Regions from separate parts of the Zea mays genome. Here region 1 is linked to region 2. A link is a contact called in public Hi-C data. All regions are on one chromosome and are shown on one strand. Each heading gives the region's core, a stretch centred on a gene start, on an enhancer-like site or on the middle of the called end of the contact. The rest is flanking DNA. Distances are from core to core; before and after follow the strand shown. Region 1 holds the start of LOC542466 (maize Em binding protein-1a). Region 2 holds the start of LOC100274092 (dolichyl-diphosphooligosaccharide--protein glycosyltransferase 48 kDasubunit).

Evidence for each region. A called contact is a pair of places that touch in the nucleus more often than the background predicts.
Region 1: a Hi-C map of ear shows a contact between it and region 2, with 3 times the contacts expected there. The contact joins the promoter of LOC542466 here to the promoter of LOC100274092 in region 2. A contact is called at or near these places in 11 of 25 Hi-C or Micro-C datasets (bundle sheath, ear, endosperm and 5 more).

The regions. Positions count from the first base shown.
Region 1 is chr7:19,793,211-19,799,165 of Zm-B73-REFERENCE-NAM-5.0, reverse strand. LOC542466 (maize Em binding protein-1a) reads right to left here and starts at 1,652. Exons shown (of 9, transcript NM_001112021.2): 1 at 1,424-1,652; 2 at 1,207-1,317; 3 at 981-1,123; 4 at 822-879; 5 at 675-723; 6 at 364-608; 7 at 115-192. The coding sequence starts at 1,582.
Region 2 is chr7:19,610,838-19,616,730 of Zm-B73-REFERENCE-NAM-5.0, reverse strand. LOC100274092 (dolichyl-diphosphooligosaccharide--protein glycosyltransferase 48 kDasubunit) reads left to right here and starts at 4,185. Exons shown (of 13, transcript NM_001148471.1): 1 at 4,185-4,523; 2 at 4,956-5,092; 3 at 5,179-5,304. The coding sequence starts at 4,241. It overlaps LOC100272358 (oligosaccharide transferase1), which reads left to right. Exons shown (of 4, transcript NM_001317394.1): 2 at 672-1,295; 3 at 2,442-2,617; 4 at 2,708-3,557. The coding sequence ends at 3,306.

The sequences.
Region 1 (5,955 bases), core at 403-2,902, 180 kb before region 2:
CAGGAGCTAGTGAGTGTGTGCAGAATGTACACGAAGAAAACAAAAACAATTATAATGAAATAATTCTCTCCATGTCGTTCTGCAGGAAATGAGGATGCACTGATTCCAGTCTACCTGCTTGCGTAATCTAGATCTCCTTGCAGACTCCCTGTTAGATTGTTTTCGCCTCTCCCTCTTTATTTCACGTTCGTCCTGAAGAAATAAGGAACTTTGATAAAAGAAATAGGTCTGAATAAGGCACAATTATGGTCTGTAACTTTGCATAAGATAAAAACTCATGAATCAACAGACATCCTATAGCAATTATGCACATAATGAATTAATTTCAAGATGAGGCTAAGATTCAGCAAAGGCCATCCCTACCAGTTGAGTAACGCCATCACGTCGGGCAAGTGCCAACCCAGGACTCACTTCCCCCTGCACTGCAGGCACAGCCAAGGCAGGAGAAGCATTCCAAATGTCCATCCCAATGTTTAGATTCGGGGTGGCACTAGGAAGCGCTGCACGCCCAGGTGCAGACACTGGAAGCTTTGAGGCAGACCTTCCTTTTGCGGGATATGGTGACTCAACCGCAGCATATCGCACAACAGTAGCTTGAGACGGCTCACCTGGAAAACACCCATCTTTAATCGTTCACTTCTTTCTGACAAAAAAGCTGAATACTAAATACTAACCTTCAGCCGATGTGTTACCAGATTTCCTCTTCTTGGGCGCAGATGAATCCTGAGGAGAACAAACATGAACCACAGAAAGCCAGCTAATTACAGGAAAAACATGCAATTTAAAAATGGTCCCTTGTGGCACAGCAAGTTGTTTGGTACCTTATGGTCAGTGTCATCATCTCTAGTCTCCGATGACTCATCGCTGCCGCTGTCATCGCTACACATGCAACAGAATTCGAACTGGATTTAACCAGAGAAAGGAAGGGGGAGAAAAGAAATTTAAAACTGCGCTGGCAAGGCAATAGTGAAAGCCCGTACCTCCTAGAAGCGTCCTCGCCGGAGGGCGCCCCGGAGCTGCCTTTCTCAGGCGACGCGCCTCCGCCCTTACCCTTCCCTTTCCCTTCCGGCACAGTGGGCAGCGCCACCGCGGGGACAGCTTCGCACGTCGGGTAAGGGACGCCCTGCATAGCAGCAAAGGAGCAGTTCACACCAAAAACGCTTCCAAATCGAAGCCCAATTCGGAAGGGAGAGCACAGGTACTTGCCGCGGCCATGGATGCGTGCGCGTAGTACGCCGCGGCGGCGCCTGGGTGGTAGACGGGGAACGGCACCGGCGTGCCGAAGTGCGCCCCCGCCGCAGCCGCCGCCATGAGGTGCTGAAGTCGGAGGAGAAGCAAGCAAGCAAGGAAACCCTAGTCAGAACAAGGACTCACCACTTTCCCGGGCGAGCGAGCGAGCGCGCGCAAAGGGGCAGAACCTCACCTGCGCCGGCCAGGCGTAGGGGTGCCCCGCGGCAGCGTAGTAGGCCTGAAGCGAAGCGACCCACTCGGCGTGCGTCTGTGGCGGTGCTGCGGCGGTGACCACGGCGGCGGCGGCGGGCGGCTCCGGCGGCTTGGACTGCTCGTCGGAGGACGACGCCATGCTGGCCTGCGCGGCGCGCCGAGATCTGGAGGCTCCCCCGCTGGTCCTGGGCGGAGCGAGCACCGGTGGCGGTGGGTTTGGGTGTGGTGGGACGCGTGCTCGTCGCCGGCGGTGAGCCTACCGGGGGGTGTGGGGAAGCAGCAGCAGTCGCTTGCGTGGAAGGGAGGGAGGAGCAAAAAGGCGCCTGCTTTGTTAGGGTTCAGCGTGCTGTGCACTGTGCTCCCGTCCCCGTGTACGCTTCCCCATGTGCGCGCAGCACCTCGGCTCCGACGTGGCGCCCCGCGCTTGGCTTGGACCTCTGCCGGGCCCATAGTATCGTCCAGCGGGATCGACACGCGGACAGCGCTTTTGGAACCGGGTCCACGCGTCGGGCTCCGAGAGGCATGGGTGGGTGCGTGGGGCGGGGGGCGCGTAGGAGTATGCGTTTACAGGAGACGGCGGTGGTGCCAGTGTAAAGGACAAGTAGTCATTCGGTGGACGAAGAGCGGTAAGTGGAGAGAGGGCTGGTTTATCCCCGTACAGGTGGTGCTCGGTGGGTGGGGTGGGCCTCCGGGCCCGCGCGTCAGTGGGTGGAATATGGTGGGGACGTGTGGGCTGAGTCGGACGAGACGGGATCCGTGCCCCCGCCCTGGGGTCTCGGTCAGGGAGGACAGTGCGGCACGCACCGAGTGGAAGCGACCAGAGCACCGCCCGAGTACTACTGGGCCATGGGCCTTACGCTGTGGTGCGCGGGCCACGGAAGGCCGCTTGGTGGTGGTTCCTTCGGCATATATGCCTTTTACAAACGCAGAGAAATTTTCCAGATTTGTGTTTTTCAAGTAAAAAATAATAAGATCCCGTTTGTTTCCTTCCATTTTAAGGAATTTTGGAATCTTACTAGAATGTGACATTCCACCACTTTCTAAAGTTATCATATAAGCCTATCTCAAATTCATGGAGTTAGAGATAGAAATTGATTCTATAGATTTACATGCTATTTTTCTAATGTACAACTTATAGCACAATCTTCTACTTATTTCGCTATAACATAAATATAGTATATAACTATCTCTCTCATATGATTTAAGACAATATACAAATATATTACATATATAAATATATGAACTTAATTAGTTTTGTCTAAATTATAATTATTAAAATGGAATTCAATTCCAACGAAACAAACAGGGCAAGGTAGTTTGACAACTATATTTTCTCAAAGGATTTATATTTTTTCAAGGAAAAATAAACTAATTTTCCTTACTGGACGTTTGGATCCCTTTATTTTAGAGAAATTGGAATTCACTCAATAAACTAAGGATTAGAAATGATTTTATGTATTACCGACTTCTTGCAAATAATAGTATATAAATATATTTTGCATAAAACTGAATTATCTTAGTTAATATATGCCTAAATTACTGTCATTAGAATGAAATTCAATTCTAATGATCCAAACGCGACGTTAGAAAAATGGAAAATCCCTTGAAAAAATAGGTTGCAAAACTAGCCCTAAGTATAAAATTTCTACATAATTTTCGTGAGGCACGATAAGACGAAAGACAAACCTGGAGAAATTAAATATAATGCCCAAATGTTGACACATCATATAAATATTTGATAAAATATCATCTCACAATGATTACATAAATATTATCATCGACTTTAATATCACAAATTATTTGCCAACAACCAATACAAAACTAAACTCGGAATGCAAATCGCCTCACTCCCTCCCCTCGACTGTTCAGCCACTCATCGTCAGCGGTTGCGCTTCTTCTCCCTCGCCTGTTCTTGCCCCGCTGCCTGCAAAGGTGCATGGCGGCGAAGAGTTGCGGCAGCGATTCAAGACAATTGACGACAGGGAAGGTAAAAGCGGTGTCACGCATGGGTACGGCGGCGGTGGCTGGTGTCACACCCGGTTTCATAAGGCAAATCGAATCCAAACCATATACGTGTTAGGATCATAACTCACGTATACAACGATTACATAAATAACTCATCACCATACAATGCTTCGAAGAATCATAAAGAGTAGATAATATTATTACAGACCAGAGTGATAAACATCATTTATATCAAAATGCATAGAATAAAATGTAGCCAGCATAAATAAACCCTCCACAAGCAGCTGGCCGGAGGAGGTCACCTGCCCAATCTTCCAATTCGCTGATGTCCATAAACTATTGGAGATCTGCTTCAATGCTTTCTTTTTCGCCTAAGCAGTGGTTGCACTGAGAGAAACCTGGTAATTATGTGAAAACAAGGGTGAGTACACAACAACATACTCAACAAATGTTCTGTTTGGTTGAGGTGAACAAGCTTTATGTGGGATTAGGCTGTTAGCGGGTTGCTTTTACTTTGTCAAGTATTTATCTTTAATATAAGTCAGGTTTTAATATTAATCCTAGATTTATCATCATATAGGATATCTCCTTGTAGAGGAAACATCAGTACATGTATTCATGATCTCCGTAAATAAAACCATAATCATAATCATTGTATCTCTAATCAATGGATCTCCCAAACCACTCTTAACCGTGAGCACGACCGATATACCAGTTTCTTAGCCCTCTATAGAGTTTGCACACTTTACCCTACCCATGAGTCATGATTCCCTTTCTGTCTCAGGAGCGTGACTTCATATTGATCACTTCCAAGGTGAACTGGCAAGATCTCACTATATAGCCTTTACAAAGATTTCCCAAAGGTATAGCTGACCATTAGGTTTCTCTAGTTGATTAAACACAATACCTCTCTCTAAGGGGTGACTAACAAAAGCAACGAAAAAACCCTGCAAATAGCCTTAGCAGAGCAAGCACTATGCTCCGTACTCCTTTGACGTCACGTAGGCGAAGTAAACTACACCTCATATTCCACTAATTAGTTAGCTAAGGGTGTCACATACCACTCCCATGGCTGCATTTTTTCCGAGTAGTCACCCAACGAACCGATCCTTATGGAAAAGTACTCGAGTTATAGCCCGAGTCCCCTTGATATCACAAATTCGTATTGTCGGGGACCATAATTAGGGGTACCCCCAAGACTCCTAAACTCGGCTGGTAACCACCATCAGCACAAAGCTGCAAAGGCCTAATGGGCGTAATACAGGTCAAAGCTCCGCCCACTCAAGTGACACGATCTCGCCTCGCCCGAGCCCAGCCTCGCCCGAGCCCAGCCTCGGGCAAGAACAGCAGACCCAGGTGGATTCATGTCTCGCCCAAGGGTCTCCTCAAGCAACGGGCGCACCTTCGACTCGCCCGAGGCCCAGCTCGGGCAGGCTTCGCGGAGAAGCAACCTTGGCCAGATCGCCTCGCCAACCGACCGTATCGCAGGAGCATTCAATGCTAGGATCGTCTGACACCTTATCCTGACGCACGTTCCTCAGTCGACAGGGCCGAAGTGACCGCAGTCATTTTGCCCCTCCACTAACTGACCTGATAGGAAAACAGCGCTGTCTGCCCTGCTCCGACTGCTGTGCCACCCGCCAGGGTGAGGCTGACAGCAGCCAAGTCTAGCCTCAGGCGCCATAGGAAGCTCCGCCTCGCCCGACCCCAGGGCTCGGACTCAACCTCGACCCCGGAAGACGGTCTCCGCCTCGCCCGACCCTAGGGCTTGGACTCAACCTCGACCCCGGAAGACGGTCTCCGCCTCGCCCGACCCCAAGGCTCGGACTCAGCCTCGACCTCGGAGGAGTCACCGCCTCGCCCGACCTTGGGCTCTGACCGACCACGTTACAAGGGGATACATCATTACCCTACCCCTAGCTAGCTCAGTCTACGGGGAACAAGACCGGCGTCCCATCTGGCTCACCCCGGTAAACAAGTAATGATAGCACCCCGCGTGCTTCATGACGATGGTGGTTCTCAGCCCCTTACGGTAGCAAGGAGACGTCAGCAAGGACCCAACAGCTGTGCTTCTACAGGGCTCAAGCGCTCCTCCGACGGCCACGACATCACATGAACAGGGCACCAACACCTCTCCAATAGCCACGTCGGCATGTACATAAGGCTCTGGCTCCTCTCTGATAGACACGTTAGCACATTGCTACACTCCCCATTGTACACCTGGGCCTTCTCCTTACGTCTATGAAAGGAAGGTCCAGGGCCCTCGTACGAGAAGGTGGCCGCGCGGGAGAACGGGCTGACAGACAGGCTCTCTCTCTCTCTCTCTCCCTCGCGAACGCTTGTAACCCCCTACTGCAAGCGCATCCGCCCTGGGCGCAGGATAACACGAGCCACGGTTCCCTCTTTTGTTCCCCCTTGTGTTCCATCTCGCGCCGACCCATCTGGGCTGCTCATAACCGTGAGCACGACTGATATATCAGTTTTACACTCTGCAGAGGTGGCGCATCTTTACCCATGAGTCACGATTCCCTTCTAGCCCGGGTTAGC
Region 2 (5,893 bases), core at 2,936-5,435:
CCCCCTCACCCCCGTAATTGGAGCCCTCCAATTTATGTATGGTATCAGTTCATATCAAGGAACATAACTTTCTGGCAGTCAGTTCACACTTCAGATACTGGTGCTCTATTCTAATTATATGATTGTTCAGTTGGAAATACGATGTTTATGTTGAGGACTGCTGAGAAATTTGAGACATGTGAAAGGCCTTTTAGTGGAGTTGGTTAGGTGGCCTGAATATCACTCCTTAGGTTCTGAATTTGACTTCCCATGGAAGCAAATTTCAGGCTAATGCTAAAAAATTCCCCACATTTGTCGCACGCCAAAGCATGGTCTGGGTGTGGCAGAGGGTTGGGGTTTTCTCGATCTGCGTGAGAAGGTCTTTTTCTTAATTCAATGTCCAGAGGTTGTCTTATCCCTGCAGGTCAAGTTTTTTTTTAAAAAAAAATTGAGACATGTTGTCATCTTCAAACATTTTTTTTTTATGTTTATGCAAACTCAAAGGATTCTGGAATAAGTTAGTGATGCTTAGTATGTATCTTCATCTTCTATTTTAAATCCTAGCAAGAATATTTCATTTAGAGAATTTACAGTTACATTATCTAGCATACAACAGCAACAAAGCCTCTAACATTATCTACAGAATTTACTGTTACATATCATAACCCTAGTATTTTTTTCTTTTCTTGCAGAACAAACAAGATACTTGGTTTCTCTGTATCTCTCATCCTCATCAATCTGGCTTCAATTATGGAGCGTGCTGATGAGAATCTCCTTCCAGCAGTTTACAAGGAAGTCAGTGCAGCCTTCAATGCTGGTCCTGCAGATCTGGGATACCTCACCTTTGTAATGAACTTTCTGAAGTCAATAGCATCTCCCTTGGCAGGTATCCTTGCTCTGCACTATGATCGGCCAATAGTGCTTGCAATAGGGACTGTTTTCTGGGCCTTATCAACAGGGGCTGTCGGTGTTAGCCAGCGTTTTGGGCAGGTTGCATTCTGGAGAGCCGTAAATGGCCTAGGGCTTGCCATTGTAATACCAGCGCTTCAGTCGTTCATTGCTGATAGCTATAAAGATGGTACGCGTGGTGCAGGGTTCGGTTTGTTAAGCCTCATTGGCGCTGTAGGTGGTATAGGTGGTAGTATTTTGGCAACAATCATGGCTGGAAAGGACTATTGGGGATTCCCAGGATGGCGTGTTGCATTTATGATGGTCGCACTTGTCAGCTTGATAATTGGAATTCTTGTGTACTTATATGCGACTGATCCAAGAAGAATACCTGGCAATCGCCTTCTTGACGAAGATGAGTATGAGAGGTGTGCTATTCTTTTCATCTCACCTAGCTGGAGGGGTTCATTAATCAATACTACTATGGTAGCGAAATAGAACTCACATAGCTTGTAATTTTGTGACATATTAGATCATGTTTTGATGTATATGTTAGAATATAATATAAGTGAATTGTCCACCTCCTCCCATCAGCTTAAGCTTTTGGGTTGAACTGGTTGGTGCATGCAACTTAATATGTTATCAGAGCCAGAGGTCACGAGTTTGAATTCTGGTTAGTGCAATTAAATAAAATAATTGTTGCTCGCTCCTATATTCCACGTCAGAGGCTCGATGTGAGGGGGAGTGTTAGAATATAATATAAGTGAATTGTCTACCTCCTTCCACCAGCTTAGAGCATCTCCAAAAGCTCCCCAGAAGTCTCCCCTAAATCTACTTTTTTGAGAAAAACACAAAAACATGTCTCCAACAGTTCCCCTAAAGCGCTCCCAACTTTTTCATAGCCCTTAAAACTCCCTCATTTGTAGCTACAAATGAGGGGTTTTTTGGGCTCCCCAGAAACAATCTGTCGCTTTAAGGGATCTGTTGGAGAAAGGATTAAAATCTACCCCCACTTATTATTTAGATGTCCCTTAAAACTGATTTTGAGGAGTCGTTTTATGGAGAGCTCTTGGAGATGCTCTTAAGCTTTTGGATTGAACTGGTCAATTAAATAAAATAATTGTTGCTCGCTCCTATATTCCACGTCAGAGGCTCGATGTGAGGGGGAGTGTTAGAATATAATATAAGTGAATTGTCTACCTCCTTCCACCAGCTTAAGCTTTTGGATTGAACTGGTTGGTGTATGCAATTTAATAGTATATAAAAAGGATTCTGATTCTGCCGGATAGAATCTCATCATGATGTTACATTTTTCCTTGAAAGTGTGTTATTCCATTAAACATTCTTCATTTTCTTGTAGGAATTAAACCAGGGTCGGATGTTTTGTGTATGTTTCATTACCTTTTCTTTTTAGTCTGAACTATTTTGCATTCGTTGTGTAGCAAAACCACATTTAGGAACTCTAATGTTATTTGAGAGCCTTCTAGTAGGTTTCTGTATTGTAGCCAAGTTACACCAACATGGGATCTGGAATGGTGCTATAACTGAATATGAACTTTATCCTTGTCTCCCAGGTTGCATCTATCAAGCAAAGATGTTCTTCCTCCGCCTTCTATCTGGAGGGATTCTTGGGTGGCAACAAGATCTGTCATGAAAGTGAAGACGTTTCAGATCATTGTCCTGCAAGGGATCATTGGCTCGTTGCCGTGGACTGCTATAGTTTTCTTCACAATGTGGTTCGAACTCATTGGTACAATAGCAACCATATATATACTTTTAATAAAAAGTCTGATAACAATGCTCTTAAAATTTGAATTCTAACATCGTTGAACACTCTTAGGTTTTGACAACAACAGCTCAGCAGCACTGAACAGCCTCTTCGCCATCGGGTGTGCCAGCGGAGCATTTATTGGCGGGGTGATAGCAGATCACCTGTCAAAGTACTTCCCAGATTCGGCACGGGTCATGTGTGCCCAGTTTAGTGCCTTCATGGGCATCCCGTTTTCTTGGATCCTCCTCACAGTCATCCCCCAGTCAGTTGACTACTGGTATGCCTTCGCCGTCACGCTTTTCTTCATGGGCATCACGATAAGCTGGTGCGCCACCTCGGCAAACAACCCCATGTTCGCCGAGGTGGTCCCTCCCAAGCACCGCACCATGATCTACGCCTTCGACCGCGCGTTCGAGGGCTCATTCGCCTCGTTGGCTGCCCCTGCCGTGGGCCTAATCACCGAGAAGATCTATGGCTATGATACCAAGACCGTGAACCTTGCGAACGGGTCAGCGGAAGGGGCGTACGCGCTCTCAAGGGGGCTGCTGACCATGATGATCGTGCCTTTCGGTGTGTGTGTCCTGTTCTACAGCCCCCTGTACCTTGTGTTCAAGCACGACAGAGAGAACGCTAAATTTGCCAGCTTCAAGGAGCAGGAGCTAGTATGATCAATGATCATACGAATGTGCTTCCTTGGTCCGCATTCATAACCTCTCGTCATCCCGGGCTGGAGCTTTGCGTGATGATTATGAAGATAACTGCCTTGATCGGCATTCAGAACATCTGGTCATACCGTCCTGGGTCATTCTGAGTTTCTTGTTGAGATTATGGCAATTGTGCCACGGAGAGGTGTGGATCAACGTTTGTTCTGGCAGATTTTGAAGATTGTTATAAGGCGACCTTTTTTTTTGTGCTGATCACCTATCCAGAAAGCCATGGCTTCTCCCGACGACTGATTTGTGTTGTTAAGGGATGATTTGCTTTTTTGCATGGCTTCTCCTGACGACTGATTTGTGTTGTTAAGGGATGATTTGCTTTTTTGGTAATTCTTAGTCTTACAAGAGAACCCCAAGGAGAAGCATATGATATGATCTGAACCATGCTGAATTGCTGATGTTACATGTAGTTGGAACAGATCACTAATAATGTTCTGATCACTGGGATCAGCTCGTTTTCAGTAATCTTTCTGGTTTTTTTTTCGCAGGAAAAAATTTCTGTGTTTTTTTTGGGAAAAACACAGGAAATTTTGCTTCTGTTGATTATGAAAGCAGTGCTAGCAGTTTGATTTCATCTATTAAAACTATGTGCGGAAGCAAATTCCGCAAAGAAGCAAAGGAAGAAAATGGAAAATGCTAGCTGCCTCACGTGGGACCTCCTGTCAGAGACAGACCCCTTTGCACGCTTTGGAGCCGCAGCAAAGCTCGAACTCGATCCGGGTCTCCGGGCCATTCGATCTCCGATCGGACGGCCCAGACAGCTCACTTCCTCTCCACCTTTGCACGCTATAGCTCCTCTCCGAGTCGTCGTCTCCGTCGCTGCCTGCTCTGCTTGCTGCGCCACTCCAAACCCAACCCAAAACCCCCACACGAGATCTGCGCAGCAATGGCGACGCGGTGCCACGTCCTGCTCCTCCTCGCCGCCGCCTTCGCGTCCCTCCTCGCGCTCGTGGCCGCGGAAGGGGGCGAAGAGGGGCCCCGCGGGCGCCGGCTGCTCGTCCTCCTGGACGACCTGGCCGTGCGGTCGTCGCACTCGGCCTTCTTCGGCTCGCTCCAGGCGCGTGGGTTCGATCTCGACTTCCGCCTCGCTGACGATCCAAAGCTCTCGCTCCACCGCTACGGCCAGTACCTCTACGACGGCCTCGTGCTCTTCGCCCCCTCCACACCACGTAATTGCTCCTTTCCTGCCTCGCCTCTCGGGGATCCCGATCTGTGTTGTTGTTGGTGTGTTCTGGTGATAGATTCGACGGGAATAGGGATGGTTTGCGTGCGGAGTCTGACTGCTTTTCTGATCTGACCCGTACTCGTGGAGTGGAGTTCTGTGATCTGCTGCGGGTAAATGGCAAATTCGGGATTTCGCGGTAGAATTTCCCGTGACCGGAGGATTTATGCAATCAGGTTCACCTGAAAGTTGACGGTAGCCAGTTAGTTCCAGTTGAAAGAAGCGGACCTAAGGGTATTAATTGTTGCCTGTCGCTATTGACTAGATTACTGCAGCTCTTTGCTCGACTAAACTACTGAACGGGCCTTGATCTCTGCCCATGATGTAATACTTGATTGAACCCGATTTGTTTTTAAAGCCAATCTTTATTTCACGTCAGGTTTTGGTGGATCAGTGGACCAGAACGCAGTCCTCGAATTTATTGATGCTGGGCATGACATGATCCTGGCGGCAGATTCCTCTGCCTCTGATCTCATTCGTGGCATTGCAACAGAGTGTGGGGTTGATTTTGATGAGGCAAGTAGTTTCTGTGGCCTGGCATCTTCCTATCTTTAACATTTTCGTTGACCTCAATGAGCCAACATTGTTTTTGATGATTTCAGGATCCAGAGGCAATGGTTATTGACCATATGAACTATGCCGTCACAGATGTTGAAGGTGATCACACCTTGATTGCTGGTGACGATCTTATCCATTCGGATGTGATACTAGGGTCTGAAAAGATTGAGGTTAGTAGCGATGCTAAGAATCTTCATAACCTTTCTAACCTTTTACACATTTTCATGTTCATTGGATTAAACCGAATTGAGGTTGAATGCTTGTGTGCACTCTTATTCCGAACTTATCAATACACAATTCTGTTTTGTTGTGGATCCATAATTTAATATACTTAGGCACTCAGCATTAGAGCACTATACTACACCTAGTAGCTAAAACTGACTATGAAATACTGAATACTATTGACACAATGACTACTGATTTTTTTGTTCATTATAACAGTTTGGTTGAGAATATTAATCTACACCTAGGGTGTAGAATAGCATGTGTATACTAAGCATTCACAGTTAGCAGGCTTTCTGTTCATCTTTTCTATCACAACACTACAACAGTGATAATCTTGACTTGATCTTGTTGGCCGTACTACCTAAATTTTCAGTTAAAGTGTGCCCATATATTATGTCTTAATATGCTGTTCTGTACATCTGTGCCTACTTCTATATTCAGTCTGGGTTACTGTACTGAGTTTTTCCATGGTTAACCAATTGATAGTATTAACTTAGATACTTATGTCTAAAAATATGTCTGTTCCAATTAAAA